Regions from separate parts of the Zea mays genome. Here regions 2 and 3 are each linked to region 1. A link is a contact called in public Hi-C data. All regions are on one chromosome and are shown on one strand. The core of a region is the stretch at or near the end of the contact, and the rest is flanking DNA. Distances in the headings are between cores, read along the strand shown. Region 1 has its middle 27 kb from the start of LOC100282464. Region 2 has its middle 88 kb from the start of LOC109943210. Region 3 holds the start of LOC100381844.

Region 1 (3,742 bases), core at 396-2,895:
GTACACGCCACATCTCCCTTGCACAAAGACATAATTACCCATGTTTGGTTGTATAGAGCCTATTAATAGAGGAGAGGGTATTCTTGTAACTGTAAACAGAGATGTATGTCATCCCAACCCTATAAATAGGTATATAGTACCACTGTTACAGGGATCGGTCACTGGTCTGTCCTGAATCTGTAGCACCTTTGTATAGAAAGAGCATCCGAAGATCTGTATTCTTCAAGAGGCTCAATTAGCTTACGAGACCTTCAAAGGTATAACATTTTGAAGGACTTGTGAGCCATTTTGTAATTCACATATTTCCATTGTGTAACAAAGGAACAAAGAAGATGAGTAAATCCTTGCAAACCGGGTTCACACTTCATATATGCTATTTCAACAATGATCTTTATGCATGTTTTTTTTTTCTATTTTCTCCCCTCTTCTTGAATCCTCCGGTCCATTCAAAGGAGAGAGGATGCTTTTATTTTAATTATGTTGCTCTGTTGTGGTTCCTTGCAGGAACTTTGGCAGATCCCCAACCACCACCAACTGATACTAAAGACATCAATTACTAACAAACCATATAACTAGGACTAAAAACTAAGGTATTAGATTAAAATATGATACCATACCTAGATTGTTAATGGTACTACTACACCTTTTACACTCGACATTGCATTGTTTTCTAGATGAGGAAATACATCGTTGCGATGTGGATGCAGCTAAGGGAAAATGTAATGGCAACGTCTGATCAAGTTTTCATTATAATTGTGCTAGCTTCGCCGCTGGTCATAGACATGTGTTACTTTAAAAAAAAGTGTTGTTCAAAGTGCCACTACAGTTTTACTACAGGGACTATTTACAGTTCCGCTTTTCCCTAATTTATGGCTTTTGATCAATTTGCACATATATACTACTCTAAGACGTTACTTTGATTAACGTTAACTTGTTGCCTACAAAAGTACTCACTCTGGGTGTAAATTATGTCGTTTAGGATAATAGCACGGTCTCCAAAATATATCTTTAATAAATGTTTTTTAAAGCACAAACAAACTCTTAATGCATTTATACTTTGTAAAAGTATTTTTCAAGATAAATAAGTGCATATGACTATTAGGATCCAAAACCAAATAATTATTTGTGATTAAAGTTTGACATGTTTGACTTAAACTATGTTTAAAACGACTTATAATTTGGACATAGAGGAAGTAATATATATAGGACAGCGGCTTGTGTGTGTGTGTGTGTTATTGGCAAAGTAGTGAAGTCGACTTTTGGAGAGGATTCCTAGCTATCCGATTACCGCATATTACGGTTTCCCAATAATGGGTGCACTTTAGACGATGGTTTGAAGGAGAAAAAAAAGGAAACAGCGTCCATGCAGCTGGTACAAAAATCGTGAAGTTTCGTGGAGCTCCTTCACCAGGCAGCAGGTTTTCTCTCCAAGAGTCTTGCACTGCGACCACGACATGGTCCGTAGTCATCCGCCGGATGGCGATCCGTGGTCCTGGCCATCTATCTACACGGCCCGCCATTGACACGGTCTTCACGGCATAAACATGCGAGTGCGCGGTCCACACCGCAGCCACCCCGCAGGGCCCTGTAGCAGGCACGAGGTCGGCGTCGCGGGGGAGGCATCGCCCATCGCCGGCGCGTGCTTGCGCGTGGTGGGCGGCGCGTGCACGTCGCCTCGCGTGGGGCCCTTCTTCACGTGCACGCGGCGCGGGCGTGGGCTGGCGGGCGTGCGTGCGCTCGCTGGGGACGGTTGTTTTCCTATCTCGGCATCGATTGGCAACCAGGCAGGGGTGCGTCGTGTCGGACGGCGACGCGACCACGAGGCGACAGGGACGGCCCGATCGGGCACCGCTGCCCCGCCGGCCGCCGCCGCGCGTGCAGAGTAGGACGTCCAACTGTGCAAGTGCCGGTCTGCTGCCCGCTGGCGACAGCATATCTATCATTCTATCATCGTCGGCTTTCTGCCATAGACACCAGCTCTGGAAAAAAGGTTTCGGCTGGACGGTATCACGGCGAAGAAGGTTCTGTGTCAGACCAGACGGCTGGTAGAAGAATCCTGCTGTGAACACCGACCAAGAGCATCCTAATCTAGGCGAGGGCAAAGCATCTGATGATTCCACTTGCTTATCAGAATAACGGCCAACGATGTATATATAGCGATGTCGAGCAATATGGTCACTAAAAGTGATAGGTCTATATATGGCACATAATATACATTCGTGCTAGTAGCATCTCTGGTCAGCATTGTAAATTTGCAACACAACAGTAACGGGTATTAAAAGCTAGGGAGCGGAGAAGTCCTAAGATACTTGACGTTTCAGAAAGATTCTAAAAATAAACTAGTACTCTCTCCGTCGCAGTATATAAGATGTAATTACATCTAGTTCAAAGAGAAATGCATCAATATACGTGTGCATAGAGAGCACACCTTATATTATGTGACAAGAACAAAAAGTGGTTACGCCTTATATTTTAGTACGGAAGGAGTACAGATAGGAATTGATCTTGTCACCTGTATATGTATTTTTAGGTGTTTATTTAAAATGTGGCTATTGATTTGGTAAACACGGATAAGGGCAATTCCATCAAACAAATTACTTAATTCGTAGTTTCTATGACAAGGCATGTCATATATGTAGACATAGTCCAAAACAATAGACGCCATGCGCAATGTCTAACTGTAGATACACAATAAACTTCTCCAATCGTCTTTGCCAATCGTCCCTCTAGGTATCGTCTTCCTTCGAATTCACATATTCGTAGTTAGATTATCCAATGGATAGATCCGACGACCACTCAATGTCCGACGGCATCATACGAAGCCGTCGGACATAGCCTTATGTTTGACGATTTACTACAGCCGTCGGATATAAGGTCCTACATCCGACGACTGTCAGACAGGCTGTCGGCGATAACTGTATGTCCGACGGCCTATCTGACAGCCGTTAGACATTGTCTTATGTCCGATGGCTGTCTGACAGGCCTTCGGACATAAGTAATTTTAAGCAACAACGCCCAAACCGCGCCATTTCATTTCGCTCGCGTGCCCAGCAGAGATAGAGAGAGTCTGTCACGCCGCCGCCACCACCCTGTCACGTGCCGCCGCCGCCATCCCACCCCACCGGCGCCTCCGTCGCCCCCTCCGGCACCCCCACCGGTGCCCGTGCCCGCCGCCCACGCATCCACCCGTCGTGCCGGCGTCCGCCCCGCCACCGCAGGCACCCGTCGACGGCCTTCTCGCTCCTGTCGGCGCCCGCTCCGCCCCCACCGCCTCGCCGGTTCCAACATCCATCCGCCACTACATCGTCCGTCGTCGGCCATCCCGATCTCACCATCGGCTAAGTGAGTATTCTATGGCTTGTATTATAATTGTGTAGATGCATATAAATTGTTTGCTAGTAGTTATTTTTAGTATTAAATGATTTATTTGTTAAATAGTGTTTAGTTTGTTATGTTCGACGGCTGGAGTTTGTTTATGTAATTAAATTAGCATGTTTTAATTCATTTAGTGGTGTCTAGATAATTTAAATTTTTAATTTCCGAGGGTAATTATTATGCCCTCTGAAATAAGGTCATTTTATACGATTTACGGTTGCGTGAAGTGTTTTTTCTATATAATATTGTACTGGTGTGGTTTATTAGTTTAACTATGTAATAATTTACGTTAGTTCTAGTTATTCGTAGTGTATCGTAGATGTAGGGGCGTGATTTACTTAACTAATGCTATTAACGTCTCGTATCT
Region 2 (3,742 bases), core at 670-3,169, 230 kb before region 1:
GATAGAGTATATTATAGACCTAGAAGGTAGGTACCTTCTTGACGGTACTAACATCTATTTTTCTTCATCATTAGTGAGGATGATCCTCATTCAACAAAAGCATATGGATTCTATCACTTCTCCTTAAATGGGGTATAAAGAACCCTAAGTACATAAGTACTACACAAGACTTACCCGACTAAAGTAAAAGATTCCAAGGGCATGTAGGCTCGGGGATTCAAGGTAAGGCTAAGCAAGAATCAAGGACTCTTTTGCATAAAAGCTTACTAATAGTGAATCCTTAATCCATCTTTTAACTTACCAAATTAAGTATTTCCTAAATCGAGGCTGACCTATTCTAAAGCAAACACTTGTTAAACCACCATCTTCTTTATACCAAATCTCATAAAGTGATCAAATCTCCATGTTCGAAAAGCAATGGCGATCTGAATCGATTGATATCTAGCTAGGGATCTCCAACCACATGACATATGTAGCACTTAACCCTTGCATATGTCAACCCGACCTTCGGATCTTCCAAGACCAAAACAGGACTCGTGCCACCCGAGAGCACAGTACTCCATCGCCCTACCACAATCCACTAGGGTGGGTACACACTACTCTCGCCATCTCTCCACTCCCAGTTCATGGTAGTTGTTCTCGTATTGGAATAATCAGGATAAGGCTTGCCCTTACTAGGGCATGTGGCTAGTTAAAAAGTTCTTAAGCATGCAGGCCTACAACGGAACGACTCTTAATCGATGGAGACAAAAACACTACATAGAGACTATATTCCCAATGCAAGATAACTGCCCGTTCTCATCTTAATAAACTTTACCATAGTTCTTTCACAAGTAACCATAATCAGTAGTAACATATGTTTCAAAAACCCTAATCCATTAAGCAGGGCTAAGCATCAATAACTTTTAAGTAAAAACATGTATCAAGGATGATTTTCAATTTAATCATGGTGGGTAATGCAACAACTTGGTTAATCACACAACTCCTATTACTTAATGCAACATAGTATTAATAAGGTGATGTAAAATTTGTAAACAACAAGGAAACATTTAAATGCACCGGGGCTTGCCTTGATTAGGAGGAGATTCAGGTTCTTTAGTGAGAATATCACAAGTAGCTGTCACCCCAGCGGCTAAAAACTCTTGTTCAGGTGCAGACTCCTCAAACATTACTTCACCTTTGTGCTCTATTTGTAATAATAATGAATTCTTATAAAATGTTTATGGTGATGCATAACTTTGAATAAATGATGGCTAATAAAATTTCGTGTCTTGAGTACAACTTCCCTTCACAATATAGTTGGAAGCCAACAAGACCAACTATATTCAACTTTCTACAAGATTAGAATGTTATCAAACATCTTGCCATGGGTTACTTAAAGTATAAGAGACCCATGGTCTTCCTACAATCCCAAAATACATCAACCAATTGGTTATTCACTATTTAACTTCTAACTTTTTATTTTATTAAAGGAAAAAGACATTTGACTTGAGTAATAATTGATTAAGCTTCTAAACATGTTCTGACTTCTACAAAAATTGTTTATCGGAGCATCACTGGTTAACAGAAATTATCCTAAAAATGTTCATAATTTTGGATATATTGTTTAACCACTAAAAATCCTCTAATTCTATTTAGTTTGCTTTAATTAAAACCTATACATAAAACTTATTGCTAAAATACCCTAATTATTTTTAACGGGAAGAATACATTTTTATGAACCCAGAAAAAATTATTTCATCATTTTTTCATACTTTTACAATTTGTAGCATTATTATCAAAACAAAGAATATTAGTAAAATAATCAGAATTTCATTAACTGAAATTGGATCAAAACTGAATGGCGGCCTAGAGCTGTGCACTATGCACACGCCCCACGTGGCCCACGACTGCGCCGACAACTTTGAGTAAACGTCCTTGTGAAATAATCAAACTGAAAAGGAATCCTAAGCACTATTTACTGAGTCACATGATTTCACATAAACCCCCTGTCTCTATTCTAATTCTCGAACACAAGTCCTTGCGCTCGGCCACGAACTCCGGTGAACTGGCAAACGCGGGCAGGGCGCATAAGGGCTCGGAAGGACCACACACTCTCAGAGAAGATGGTCTACAACATCACACATCTATTGGAACAACAAATTGAGCTCGATCGGGAGGCTCTCTAGAGAGCTCACCATAGACTCCGGCAGCTCCTGGCCCAGTGAGGGAGTGTTCCGGTGAACACCGTATGGTAGAGCTAGAATTGAGCGCTCGGGAGGCATCAGGAACTCACGGGGAAACGATTTTGTGCGCTGGTTCAGCTGGAGAAGCTCGAAGATAACGGGTCGACGTAGAACCGAGATGCGGCGGTGATCTCCGGTGGCGCGACGACGTTCCAACGTAACCACTGTGGTAGAGTTCAATCAACAATGTGTATAAGCAATAGGAGGTGTTAAGGAGCTAAGAACAATGAACAGGATGTAGAGAAAAGAATCACGGTCGCCTGTCCACGGGAGACCTGCCCACGGCGGTGCTCTGCCCGACCGTGAAGACGACGACGACGTCGGGAGCTCTGGTGGATGAAACAAGACGAGGATTGGTTTGTCTGATGCGCAAAGAATAGACAGAACGAGTGCACACTCCAATTTATAGAGAGAAACAAGGAGGTTGGCTAATTTTGGCCAGAAAGAGAGACGACGCCGTCGGCCCTAGAAGATCCCCGAAGCCGAGCATGGCATCTCTGTTAACCCAAACGTAAGCACTCATGTAATTCGACACCTTCACTGCGGCGTATTCCAGTAAAGCAGCTACGTGCCAATGTAGAGACGCGAGAAGAACGGCCCATTTGAGTGGCTCGTTCGGTTGAAATTCTGAAGTGGCTGTTGGTTTTTAGTCCTACATTGCTGGTTTAAGTGGTACAGACCAATTTATATAGTTACGATCGTTCTTATGTTTAAATAGATAAAGTAATATGAGAGGAAAAGAGCATGGTCTATTTCGCGTGTGCGCAACCGTGGCGTGTCATTTGAGTGGCTTCGTTAATTTGTTTTTTTACTGTCCGTTGAGATTTTAATATAGATTTTACTGCCATTAACTTAGTTAATTAGCCTGTTGTCAATTTATGGGTGTATTATGGAAAAACGGTTCCTTGAGAGCAGCCACGTCTATTTTAAGACACTGAATGCGTTCGGGTTGTGATATACGAAAATCCTATTCCATTTCTTCTTCTTCTTCGTGCTTGGAAAGTTGTGCTGTGGCGATTGAGTTGTTGTATCTCACCAACCCTTTTTCTTGGCGTGCAGTAAGGAGGAGAGCGAGTGATATCTTTGAACCCTTGTCGTTATGAAGCTTGCACGAGGGGCGGCAATAAAGTTTTTGGGCAGCGCAACTGTGCGACCGCTCGAAACCATTTGACGATGATCTTCGCTGCCTAACGGACGAATCGACGCGTCTATATTATCGACCTGCTTCGTCTACTTTTGTGCTTGATCAACCTAAGCACCGACAAACTCGACGTGAGTAAATATGTTAATTCAGTTGTTTAATGTGCTGATCTATATATTGCTATGCGTAGTGCGCATATAAGTTTGAATATCTATAAAATTTGCCTCGATTTAAAATCTGGACTTAGAATATTACGCAGTATACCAACAATCCAAAAACCCTTATTTCTGCATTATTCTATTATTCTAGCAATGGCTGGTGCTTTAGATGCAATGAAACCTGAGAGGTTTGGAGGTGGTGAAAATTTTCGTAGATG
Region 3 (3,742 bases), core at 818-3,317, 150 kb after region 1:
GCACTCCCTCCGTCCTAAAATAAATTAATTTTACCTTTTTAGTTGATTCATACAATAATTAATATATTTGTTTTATATATGTGTCTAGATTCATCATCATCCATTTAAACATAGATATAAAAATCAAAAGCTAAAGCGACTAATATTTTGAGATGGAGGGAGTAACAAATTAAAGTAGATTGCGCATCGCAACAACTATAGAAATAGGAGCACGTTAGCAAACTAAGCTAGCTAGTATTAATGAAGAATTTCGGTAAAGGATTCTTGTGCTTGTTTACTACAGAGTTCCGATCCTGAACCATGACGACAAGTTCTGTGGGTTCTATTTTATTATGAATAATATTATTTGTTTTCAATTAAGTATTATTTATTCTTAACTATGCAATAATAATATGGTTTATATATATTATGTATGTACTTGAATAATTTAAATATTACATTTATTCCATCTTTATTGATAGTATTAATTCAAAAGTATTAATACATAACGCGCTATCATTTTATATTGTTCCTAATGGATGTGATATAGTTCTGTTATTGGATGATAAAGCTGTAGTAGTAATATCCTTTGTCCCGGATGACTTCTTTCTTTGAGTATTGTCTCTGTATTTTGGTACACATTCTGAAAAGAAATAATCCAAAAAGTTGAGATGTCAAAATCAATATATATGTGTGTGTACACACACATACATACCGTTCTGCAATTTGCCATATATATATAATATATATTTTTGTAACATATAATTATAGTAGCCTATAAAATAAGTATAATCATACTTAATATAATACGATAATATATACTCTATGCACATACAGTTTGTCAAACCATACACATTCTAAATCTAAAGATATATAAATATGAAAATAACTACCGTATAAGTAAAAAATTCACACACACGCTACACACTATATAGAGAGAGAGAGAGAGAGATCCATTTCTACTACCGGGTATCTGTGTATGTGTGTGTGATAACGGAAAAAAGGGTAACAATCAAGGTTATACAATTGAACTTTTTTTGACAAAGTTGAATACTAAAAATTAGATATTATAAACCATGACTGGGCTTAAAAATCAATGTATATTTATATAGAGAGAAGCAATATGGAACGTTTGATTTCTTTAGTCACCCGTGTCTAAACTCTAGGAACTAAATATTAGTTCCTAGAAATCCTCAACCCATTTGGTATTCTAGAAAGTGACTAATACTAAAGAGTCAAAGAACACACCCTCAAATCCGGATATATAAGAAGCATACGGCGACGGCGACGGCGGCGGCGCTCTCGCGTACATTTATTCGGCGGCAGACAAAGTAGGACAGCATGCAAGAAGCAGCCACACGAACGCGCTGCGCCATGCAAATCACACGTAAGTACTCGATCAGTACCAATCACAAACATACAATACATGCGCACGTATGTTGATACGGCGGCGATAGGGCTCCAGTACCAGCCGGTCCGACGAGCTTGCACGAAGCTAATAGGCACACAGCAGCAGCTTGCGTCGCCACGAAGACCATCAGGCAGGGGCGGCGTCACGGACCTCGAAGACGTTTCGGGTCTTGACGACGACGTCGTACATGTGGACCAGCTTGAGGCGGGAGAAGTCACGGGGTACGGTGATGAGGTGCACGGTGGAGCGCTGGTGGAACTGGAGCAGACAGGGGTCGTAGAGGTAGCGCTCCCAGCCGAGCTCGCGTAGCCGCCGCTCCAGCACGTCATACGACGTCACCACCTCCCCGCTGGGAACGTGCACCAGCACCTTGTTCGGCCGGGACCCGCCGGCGCCGGCGCCGCTGGGCGGGTCGCTGTCCGCACGCCGCACGATCCCGTCCTCGAACACCCATACCCCCGACATGGTTTCTTTCTTGCTACAGGAGCTCGAGAAACTACTGCAGAATATTATTCGGTAGGGATCGATGCAAGGAGCAGCAGGATGGGGGCACAGGTATATATACGGCGGAAAAGAGGGGTAGATGCTGACGTGAGCGTAGGCAACTGGGCCCACTGTTTGCCCACCTGTACCATCGGCTAAGGTGGATCCCACCGGCTCACCATTCTTCATTGGAAGGAGTTGATGTGGGCCCGTGGAATCGTTGGAAGCTTCCCAGCGAAGGGCGCCTCTGCGCCGTACGATCCAGGAACAAGAGCCGCGATTTCAAGATTCCGATCCTTTGCCTATAGTGAAACAACGGCATAATCTGAGCCGTTAGATGTGTTATCAGATGGTGACAGTTACCTGCATGTGTGACTATTCTTCTTCTCATGGTAAAGCAGTGCGGGTCTCTTATCTTGATCTCCAAACTAGCATAAATTAAAAGGGGTCTCTATTTATATATATACCTGGGCGACGAGCACGACGGGAACGTTACCAGACATCATCTCGTACGAATAATTCTCTATATAATTTATTTAGTACAACCTAAATAATATATTACGATTCTCTAAACACTAGATATATTTAATAAACACGTTCATACAATTTAATGTATCTAAATATTTTATCTTATTCACTAGAACCCCTCAACACAGCTCATTTACGTGGGTTGTATGGATGGAACCGTATTTTAAACTTAAAGATGTTTCTTCACCGCGTCTCTTAAGCTTTTTTTTCACTTACCTCATTAAATATCCCTTAAGATACGAATCATTTATATACACTTATAAGTTTAAGAAAATAAAAAGACATCCTTTAAGATTAAGTCCTATTTAGCAATTATTACTAAATCTCAATACTCTCTTGATTAATTAGTTCTTCGTAGTCTCCGCAGTTAATTTAATCCATTATGCATCATTGTATATATTTAGAAACCCTGTGAAAAAATCCAGATAATATCAGTATACCAAAAAACACTCTTTGAAACTAAATAAAAATAAGAAACACCATGATGTATAATTATCAATGTTATTAGACCCTTCTATATAAACATAGAGCCTTAATCTAGAAACACCTTGATCATATGGTTAATTTGTGTCAGATATCATCTTCTAGATACCACACAGGAAAAAACATATGATAATCATATAACTCTATATTGATATTGTATTGGGAAGTAGTAATGTCCAAATACATCAAATGAAGAGATTACATTGTATTGTATAAAAAAATTATATCCATGAATAGTATAGATTTATATTATATCTATAGCACAGATAAGTATGTGAAGTTTAAATTTTTTGGTATGTATAACATAGACAATTAGTAAGTTTAGAATTTTTTATTATTGTAACCTTGTTGCATATGATTTGTGTATAAGTTTAGTTCAATATATAAACTGCTAGCGACCTCCAATATAGGCATCGTGTTGTCCACAACTTTCATATTGTCATATGGTATCAGAGCCTATCTTCCAAAACACATCTAGCTATGGCGAGTTTTTCTTCTTCCCTAGCTATACTAGCATCCCTTTCCATTCTGATTTCTAAAAAGTTGACAAGAGAGAATTATCTTCTAAGGCGTGTCGAGGTTTTGTCCACAATTCAGGTTGTACAATTTAAAGGCATTCTTGATGGCTTTGAACCTGAGTTATCAAAGACATTATCAAATGAAAAGGATTCCATCACGTTAAAGGTTGCAAACCCAGATTATGTAAATTGATGTGTTCATGATGAATACAACCTCAGATATATGGTCACTATCGTGAGGTGTTCTTTGAAATTCATTCATGCTCCACAATAGATGCTCTGTGGGTAGCAATCACATGGTTGTTTGCCTCTCAATCATGGTCATTTATCCTGCATCAAC

What was found. A called contact is a pair of places that touch in the nucleus more often than the background predicts.
Region 2: a contact with region 1 is called in a Hi-C map of bundle sheath, with 1.6 times the contacts expected there. The contact joins two enhancer-like sites. A contact is called at or near these places in 2 of 25 Hi-C or Micro-C datasets (bundle sheath and ear).
Region 3: a contact with region 1 is called in a Hi-C map of bundle sheath, with 3 times the contacts expected there. The contact joins the promoter of LOC100381844 here to the enhancer-like site in region 1. A contact is called at or near these places in 5 of 25 Hi-C or Micro-C datasets (bundle sheath, ear, leaf and 1 more).

What each region holds. Positions count from the first base shown.
Region 1 is chr10:105,416,651-105,420,392 of Zm-B73-REFERENCE-NAM-5.0, forward strand. No RefSeq gene overlaps it. Among protein-coding and RNA genes, the nearest start is that of LOC100282464, 27 kb to the left of the region's middle. Within about 2 kb of position 1,646, at least 18 of the 20 cell types and tissues checked have an H3K27ac peak or open chromatin away from gene starts, as enhancers often do. A contact at or near this core is called in bundle sheath, ear, leaf and 1 more, where this site is marked.
Region 2 is chr10:105,190,487-105,194,228 of Zm-B73-REFERENCE-NAM-5.0, forward strand. No RefSeq gene overlaps it. Among protein-coding and RNA genes, the nearest start is that of LOC109943210, 88 kb to the right of the region's middle. Within about 2 kb of position 1,920, at least 16 of the 20 cell types and tissues checked have an H3K27ac peak or open chromatin away from gene starts, as enhancers often do. A contact at or near this core is called in bundle sheath and ear, where this site is marked.
Region 3 is chr10:105,570,132-105,573,873 of Zm-B73-REFERENCE-NAM-5.0, forward strand. It overlaps LOC100381844, which reads right to left and starts at 2,068. Exons shown (of 1, transcript NM_001174635.2): 1 at 635-2,068. The coding sequence starts at 2,062. The coding sequence ends at 1,517.